Regions from separate parts of the Zea mays genome. Here region 1 is linked to region 2. The links are chromatin contacts, called in public Hi-C maps. All regions are on one chromosome and are shown on one strand. The core of a region is the stretch at or near the end of the contact, and the rest is flanking DNA. Distances in the headings are between cores, read along the strand shown.

The links. A called contact is a pair of places that touch in the nucleus more often than the background predicts.
Region 1: a contact with region 2 is called in a Hi-C map of ear, with 5 times the contacts expected there. The contact joins the promoter of LOC100282757 here to the promoter of LOC100192536 in region 2. A contact is called at or near these places in 16 of 25 Hi-C or Micro-C datasets (bundle sheath, ear, endosperm and 6 more) and 1 of 3 datasets of contacts at active chromatin or transcription factors (seedling).

What each region holds. Positions count from the first base shown.
Region 1 is chr3:4,408,108-4,412,201 of Zm-B73-REFERENCE-NAM-5.0, reverse strand. It overlaps LOC100282757 (shaggy-related protein kinase eta), which reads right to left and starts at 1,994. Exons shown (of 12, transcript NM_001155663.2): 1 at 1,686-1,994; 2 at 1,460-1,543; 3 at 782-841; 4 at 415-687; 5 at 247-321; 6 at 103-159. The coding sequence starts at 1,778. It overlaps LOC100527941 (receptor-like protein kinase), which reads right to left. Exons shown (of 12, transcript NM_001324035.1): 12 at 3,974-4,094. The coding sequence ends at 4,030.
Region 2 is chr3:4,269,572-4,273,321 of Zm-B73-REFERENCE-NAM-5.0, reverse strand. LOC100192536 (Syntaxin 43) reads right to left here and starts at 1,769. Exons shown (of 8, transcript NM_001137755.2): 1 at 1,397-1,769; 2 at 630-906; 3 at 430-519; 4 at 262-339. The coding sequence starts at 1,590. It overlaps LOC103649603, which reads left to right and starts at 2,840. Exons shown (of 2, transcript XM_008675340.2): 1 at 2,840-3,006; 2 at 3,464-3,750. The coding sequence starts at 3,466.

The sequences.
Region 1 (4,094 bases), core at 745-3,244, 140 kb before region 2:
GGTAACTGCACATGATTAAACCTTTGATAACAATATTTTTAAAAAAGAGCATAAAACAAAAGGATGTGACTACAGATCCTCGAGGAAAGAAAAACAACATACCAGAACTTTTGCACTACCAAAGTCACAGAGCTTGACCTGGTGGGTGAGAGGATCAACCTGTACATCAAAGAGAGACGACGAGACCAATTCAGAACTAATTACCAAATCAAAGGAAGAACAAATCCTTGTCCACATGACACATACCAAAACGTTTTGTGGCTTCACATCCCTATGGCAGACTCCTGGTACATTATGAATATAAGCTAGGCCTCTAAAAAGCTGCAAACATCACAAAAAAGAAGAAGACAATTAGCAAAACAATGAGAGCACGCATTGGCAGTCTCACAAGAGTTAAGCTGCTGGTTGACAAACCTGATACATGTAGAGCTTGACGTAGATAAGAGGCATCCTCTGGTTCGCATTGCTGTAGTGCTTCAGGACTCGGTATAGAGTCTCAGGGACGAATTCCATGACAAGGTTTAAAAACAATTCGTCCCTGCTCGTTGTCGAGAAGAAGCAGTGCTTCAGGCAGATGACGTTGGGGTGCTCCATGGCACGCATAAGTTGCAGCTCCCGGTTCTTGTAACGCCGATCTTGCAGCACCTTCTTGATGGCGAAGGTCTCTCCTGTTTCCAGACACTTAGCCTACATGCCAGAACCAATTCAGTGCACGTTGCATCAACCAGTGTTAGGCGCAGCCACAAAGAAGAGCCCCCTCCCCCATGGCCGAGCACCATACCTGGAAGACGATCCCAAATGAGCCTGTGCCCACGACACGTTCTGCCATGTAACTGATGGTCTGCGATTAAGGCCGGAATAAGAACAGCACGTGAGTAACTGAGGACGAGATGAGGCTAACCGGACTCTAGAAGTAGGCTGGCATCAGACAGAGTATCTGAGCAGGCAGGAATTCAGATCCTCACACATGTAACTAATCTAATAGGCAGCATTTCTATTGCGAACACAACAAAACTAGACACGGAACTGGTCGACCATGCTTCCTATAAATGCGTGCTAGAGCCTTGGAAACTCGAAGCAACGGAGCACAAATTGAAGCAGTCAGGCACATAATTCAGCTTGGAGCACTAAAGCAGCGAAGAGCGCTATTGTCTGCACAGCCAGCCAGAATCCGCAAAGCGGTGGGAACAGCATAATTCATCACCAAAATCAGAACTAAAGCCGCTACAGATTTCACCAGCATGCTGGCTCTAGCTACCTAGCAGCTAAACGAGAGGCACGAAACACGGACCCATGCGCAAGCGCAAACCACCAGATCAAGTTCGGGTCCCCGACCGCAAAAGCCGCTACAGCACAATCGGAACCAGTTGAAGCGCAATAGCCGCGCGCAGCAGCATTGACGCACGCAACGGCACGACAGGCAGAGGCAGGACAGACAGCGAGAGAAGTGGTAGCTTACCCGCTTGGGCTCGCCGTTCTTCCCGCCGATGGTGGTGGAGATGATATGGCCCGTCACAGCGTCTCCCCCTTCCCCGTCCTTGTGCTGCGGCAAACACGGAAAGGTGAAAGGGCGCCATTAGCACAACATGCATCACCCCGCAGGCGCAGCCCGCAGGAAGCAGCAGATCGGGCGGCGCCAGGCCGCGCCCGCCACCGCCAGACCCAGATCTGGGCCACCCGCTCACCTTGTCGCTGCCGGCGGGAGGAATCGCCGCGGCGGCGGCGGCGGGAGGTGGGGCGTCCAGCTCCATGGGCCCCGGTCCCGGCGGCGCCTCCATGGTGGGGTGAACGGAACGGAACGGTCGGTCGGTCGGTCGGTTCAGAGTTCAGACGCCGCTGCCGAGAGGCACGAGTTGGCGGCTCCCGCTTGCTTGCCTGGTTGCGGCTGCGGGCGGGATGGCTCTCGGCTTTGGGGGTTGGGGAACGGGGATGGTGGTGGGTTGGGGTGGGGCAGCAGTGCTTTTGACCGGTCGGCTCGGCCCTGCTGCGACTGCGAGGAGAGGACTGCCGCCGCGCCGCGCTTGGCTTGGCTTTGGACAGCTTGGGACAGCCGCTGCTGGCTGGCTGGCTGGCTGGCTTTGCGATAAGTGTGCCGCTGACTGCCGTGTTTTATTATCGGAGACGGATTCTACTTTGGCAGCGACGGTGAGCCGTTTCCTGTCTCCGCGCACGATTTCGGATTCGGAGAGCCTGGTTTTGGTAATCAGGAGGTGCTAAACCGCGGGAGTAATGAACTGCTTGTGGATCTTATCTTGGCTGCTCTAGCAGCGTTACGTTACACATCTTGAAAACAAAAAAAGGCGTGATGGAGAATCTTTCCCATCTCCATCCTCTAAGGGCTAGACGAGGATTAAGGCGTGAGACGCAGGGGAACGGAGCACGAGCAGCAGCGTAGCACCGAACGTAGTTTGGTTGGTCACACGTTTCGCCGCCCCCCTGTCACGTAGCATGTGCCGGCCGATCTGTAGTGTAGCAGCGTTGCGTTGCATCTCCGGCGCTGTTGCTGTGTACCTGCATGGATCTGGAGGACTGGATGGTGTGGTGTGGTCGGTCGGTCAAAGCTGTAGTGTGGCTGCTGGGGTTGGATTGGACGCCGACGTGGTTGGAGGTATAAACCCGGCTATATATTTCTTGTCTGTCACTGCTCCGCGCTGGCAGCCAAATCCGCTTCCGGCGGCCTCAATCATGCAGTCAAACTTGGTTTGGGGACATCTCCGCCTGCTCTATTGTAAGTATATTATACTTACATTTGCTATGCATTATCTTTACTACGTATGGTTGTAAGTTCATTTCCCACTTTCCAGTCCCAAGCTACGCCCAAAACGCCATGCACGTTGGAAAAGCGTCGCGCTGGTACTCGCTAAACAAAATCCCGGCCTCCCATGCAGAAACAAATTTGTTGCAGCTCCTCACAAAAAAGGAGGATAAACTTTACCTGCATGTCTACTAGATAACGTTTTAGTTGTATTATTGGTCTACAGATGAAGCATATCCTCTTTTTTGTGAGGGGCTGCAGCAAATTTTTTTCCGCGTAAAAAAAGCCCGGACCTTCCGGGAGACCCGGAGCCGCTGCCGCCTCCTCCCTCCGTTGCGTTGCCACAGTGCCAGCCACAAACAGCATCCACCAATCCATCGCATTATAACCCCCAGCGGGCAGTAGGCAAGTGGAACAGACAGCAGCACAGCTCGCCCGGCAGCTCCTCCTGCTGCTGCTACACGGGCTACGCCATGACCGGCCGGCGAGTAGCCTTTGACTGCTCTGCTTCCGGTACAGTGCGGTGCTGTGCAGGCAAGGCCTGCAGGAGCGGCGGCATTCTTTTTCTCCTGCCGCCTCTGGGTTTGCTTGCTGCAACCTGCAAACCGCACCGCCGCTGCCGTCCGGGAGTACTTGCACTGGTCGCGAGCGGAGCGGCCGCCGGCCGGGCAGGCAAAGCTACGGACCATTTATTATTCCGTGATGTGAATGACCAAGACAAAAAAAAACACTATACAGTACGTCTCCTGGCATTGACCGGAACAGGGGCCTGGGCGTCTCCTGACCCCTCGGCGCCGATGTGCAGAGCGACGATGTGCTCGCTTCAGAAGCGGGCGGGCGAGCGACGGACCAGATTCTTGCCAGTTGCCAGCACCATATGGGCCGAACTGAACATATGGCTCAACTTGAGCTACCATCGCACGCAGAGGAAACACTGATGGTAAGTGAGTGGCAACTGGGAACGCCAGCTATTTGTTTTATTTCTATACAGTCACACGAGTTTGGGATTACAGATATTTATACAAGTCACTGTATTTCCCCTCCTTGATAAAGATCAGCATGTACATGAGTTACATCATCAATCGCATTTTTTCACAACGTCTCTCTCTCTCTCTCTCTCTCTCTCTGCATAAATTACGACCGCTTACGGCCAGTACAAATGTCGGTAGCATCAGCAGCACGAATTGAAGCCCCTATACGAATCCTGTTAGAGCTCAGCTAGAGGAGCGTTGGAACATGTTGGTACAGTATCAGTATACACAGCGTTCTCCACACTAGGTTGACTTCACCGACAGCAGCTCCAGCTCCGCCCACCAGAGCGGCGACAGCCGCGGCGCCG
Region 2 (3,750 bases), core at 520-3,019:
GCATCATGGAGGGGGAAAACTGAATTACCCATATCAAAAACCCAACTTCAAAAACTGGCTTATGAACTGTATAACTAACCCAAATAAACGGAAACACCAGTACCCCATAAGGCAGAACTTTGTCGTTATTATTTCATCCTTTACCTGCCATTTTCCGATTTCTGTTTATTATAGAGGCAAACATGTTCTATCAAGCAAATATTTATTTCACTAGTATGCAAGTCTCAAGGAGTCCTGGAAGCGGGCAAGTGTCAAACATACCACATCGTCAAACTCATCATCTTCAAATGTAGACTTTGCTCCGTTTATATTCATTTCCAAATCAACACCGTCCTGACCCTGCAAAGGTATTCGTAGATAAAGCATACCAGTCGGAGTTGGGCAACCATTCTATCAGTACCAAATTATCTGATGACAACAGAAAGGAACCTCTTTTTGTTGACGAAGCTGCTTTAGATACGACGACTGCTTTTTCCGGAACTCCATTGACAGGTTTTGCAGGTCTGTAGCAAGAGAACGCTGCACATAAACAGCCAGGGGTGTTTTGCCCATCAACCGGGGAACAAAGAAGCACGAACTGTCACTCTTAAACTTGTAACTGCCAATGCTAAATAAGGTTCTATTATTACCTGGACATTCTTCCGGACATTTGAGTCCTCTGACGAATCTTTCATGGACAGCTTCTGCAGCCTCTTCTCCGACCTCTTTAGCAAGTCCGTTACCTCGTGCGTGAGAACCTCAATGGCTCGTTGGTCGTCTCTGCCATCACCAAAGGACGGCATCAAGGCTTTGGCATGCGCCTTAGCCAGCTCCGCCATTTTCGTCCTTGCCCGCTGCATGTTTGCGGATATCTCTTCAGAGACATCCACCCAGGCTGGGGGTAGCCCGACCGTCGCAGCGCCTCTACTGCAACACAGAAACCAAATGTCAGTGCTGCGTTCGTTTCATCTCACCAGTGGGGTCCAACCAACCAACGCTAGTAGTTAACCTTTGCGTTTGCAAATCAGAACAGAGCACTACAGCTTTACTGCCTAAGCCACTGATCACCGTCGACCGACATGCTATGGCAAGCCTTACATTTGCTCGATCTAGTGGTGGAGATTCCCATCCCCAGTAAGGTTACACACGTCATTGCCTCGTAGTAATAAGCAAATACGCAAAGGCTTGACTAGATCAGACAATCTAATGGGCGAGTCTAGTGATCTGCAATTCAACCACTTCATTTGAGTCACCGGCCAATTAGCTCACTCTGTCTACTCGTTAGCACGGTCAGACGCCTCTCGATCTAGCTGAGAAACTCCCGTCTCGCAACTAGTTACCTTCACTGATATTCCCAAACGTCCGAGAGACCAGACGAGATGTGAGGAGGGCTGTGGAGAGTTGGAGGTGGTGGCACCTGGAGGCGGAGGGGTCGTCGGTGCTGAGGGGCGCGTAGGGGCGGTCGGAGCGCAGGAGTGAGGCCATCTCGATTACCGGCCCTCCCCCGCCGCCGCCGCCGCCGGACGACGACGGCGCCCCGGGCGGCGCGCGGACGTGCCGCAGCGCGTCGCGGTACTTGCGGTAGAGCGGCGTCCGGTTGCGCGTCGCCATGCCGCCGCGGGCGCGCGAGATCTCAACGGCCGAGGCGAGGCGTCGAGGTGGGTGGGGGCGCTCGGAGAGGAGGAATTGGAGTTGGTGCGCGACGCGGCTGTGGGCGGGGGAGGACACGGTGGCGTTGGGGCCTGGGGGAGTCGAGGGAGGGGGCGACTTCCGCTCCCTTCACCCCAAAGGAAAGCAATGGGGGCGCGTGTTGGGCTGTTTATTCGGGCCTTCGGCTGGATCGTGCACGTTCGCTGTTAAGCATTGGGCTGGGCCGTGATCGCACATCGCTTGCGGGCCTGCTGCGACAGTTGCAGCCTTTGCCTTTCAAATGCATTTGTGGACTAGGACGGTACCTCGGTAGCCGCCAACTTTTTTTTTGCAATTTAGCTATTTTATTTTATTTTCATAAATATGTCTTTTTGAGTTTCATTTTAAAAAATAAGTCCATGGATCGGCGCTAATAACATTGACGCCTATCTAACACGGACCAACGCCATTGCTATTGACGCCTATGTCTCGACGACGTGGATTGACGCGGTGCTTGCATGACGACCACGTGTCGGTAGGTCGGCGCCAACCCTTGACACCATAGATCTTGGCGTCAAACTCCGTATCTATGTTTACAGTCAAGGTTTAAATCTTCCTGATCTATATTTTTGTTTCCTTTTTTGATATTTGTAGCAGCTGGGTCTACCACTCCTTGTTCCCGTGTCGTAAATGCGGTGCGGCGCGGCCTACCCCGGTCCCATCCCGTCCGTCCTTCCTAGTACCACCACTGAACCACCGGTGACGTCACCGGATATTCTTCTTCTCAGCCGCGCAGCCCCATGCACCATGGTCACGCTCTTAAGTACCACCTGCTACGGGTCGTGGTCTCGTTTGAGATTGAGGCTGTCTCCAACAGCACCCTGTAAAGGGTCTTGTCCTCTAAATATAGAGGACTGTCAGGTCCCCTACGGCTCCAGCAAGGCACTCTATACCGTCCTCTAAATTTTAGAGGATGTGGCAGGCACTCTAAATGTGGAGGGCTCCGGGAGTGCGCTATCCGCGCTCTTCGTCCACCAGCCGCCGCCAGGAAACTTCCCCGCATTCCTACCCCGCGCTGGCGACTGCATCTTCCGGGGCCGAGCCCTCGATCCGGCGCGCTTCGCCGCCGGCATCGAGGCAGGAGGGCGAGAAGCGGCCGTGCGGAGGCGGGTCTGTCGGCGTAGAGCTCGCATCCCTTGGAACCGAGGCCGCGCGACCCCCCGTAACCGAAGATCCAAGCCAGCTTCCCCCTGTTCGTCGCCGGAGAGTCGCCATCGGCAAAAGGCTTCGTCGTCCGCCGACTTCGTCGAAGGCAGCCGACAAAAGGAAGAGAACCTCCTCGCCGCTGTCGTCTTCGTCTTCGATTCGGTCCACCAAGGCAGATCCGCGAACAGCGAGGTACGAACTACACAAATCCTTTTTTGTTTAGTACTTAATCATTACCGTATTGTATTGTTCGTATTCGGTAGTATGGATTAGGGTTTCTGGGCTGTTTAGGGTTTACGATCTTGAGCATTGTAAATAATGCGCATGAATTTCATGCATCAATGGCTTATTGTTGTGTCCGGATGCTTCAATTTAGACCGGATTTGCGGGATCCATTTCGGGTTTGGGGGGTTGTTCGTCCCCTATGATTCGGTTCTGTCCAGATTCAAATTACTCAACATGAATTTTGTATGCGACCATGGTAACCTAATCTGCAAATTTATAACAGGTTGACATAGATGCAACAGGTAACCTAATCTGCAAATTTGAACTCTGTACTCATAGTTTGGAATCCCTTCGATTGAGTAGTTTGTATAACATACTTAAATTGTAGTCGATGTTAACTAATTGAACACTGTGTTTGATGTAGCCATGGATTCGGAGAACGAAAAGCTCCGTAAAGCACTGGCTACTCTGCTCAGAGTTGTTCAAAAGCGTAGTTGTGACATCGTTGATGTCGTCAAATCAGCCTTCCAGCCTTTCAACTCACCTTTCCTCGACGAATTGAACCGAGCACTAGTTGAGATTGACGACCTCGCCAAGGATCTTGAAGACGTAGCAGTGCAAACTCAGTGGGAGGTAGAAAATATGGCTAAGAGTGAAGTGAAAGAACATCCACAACAAGAGGAAGCAGTAGAGGAGCTTCTCATACAAGAT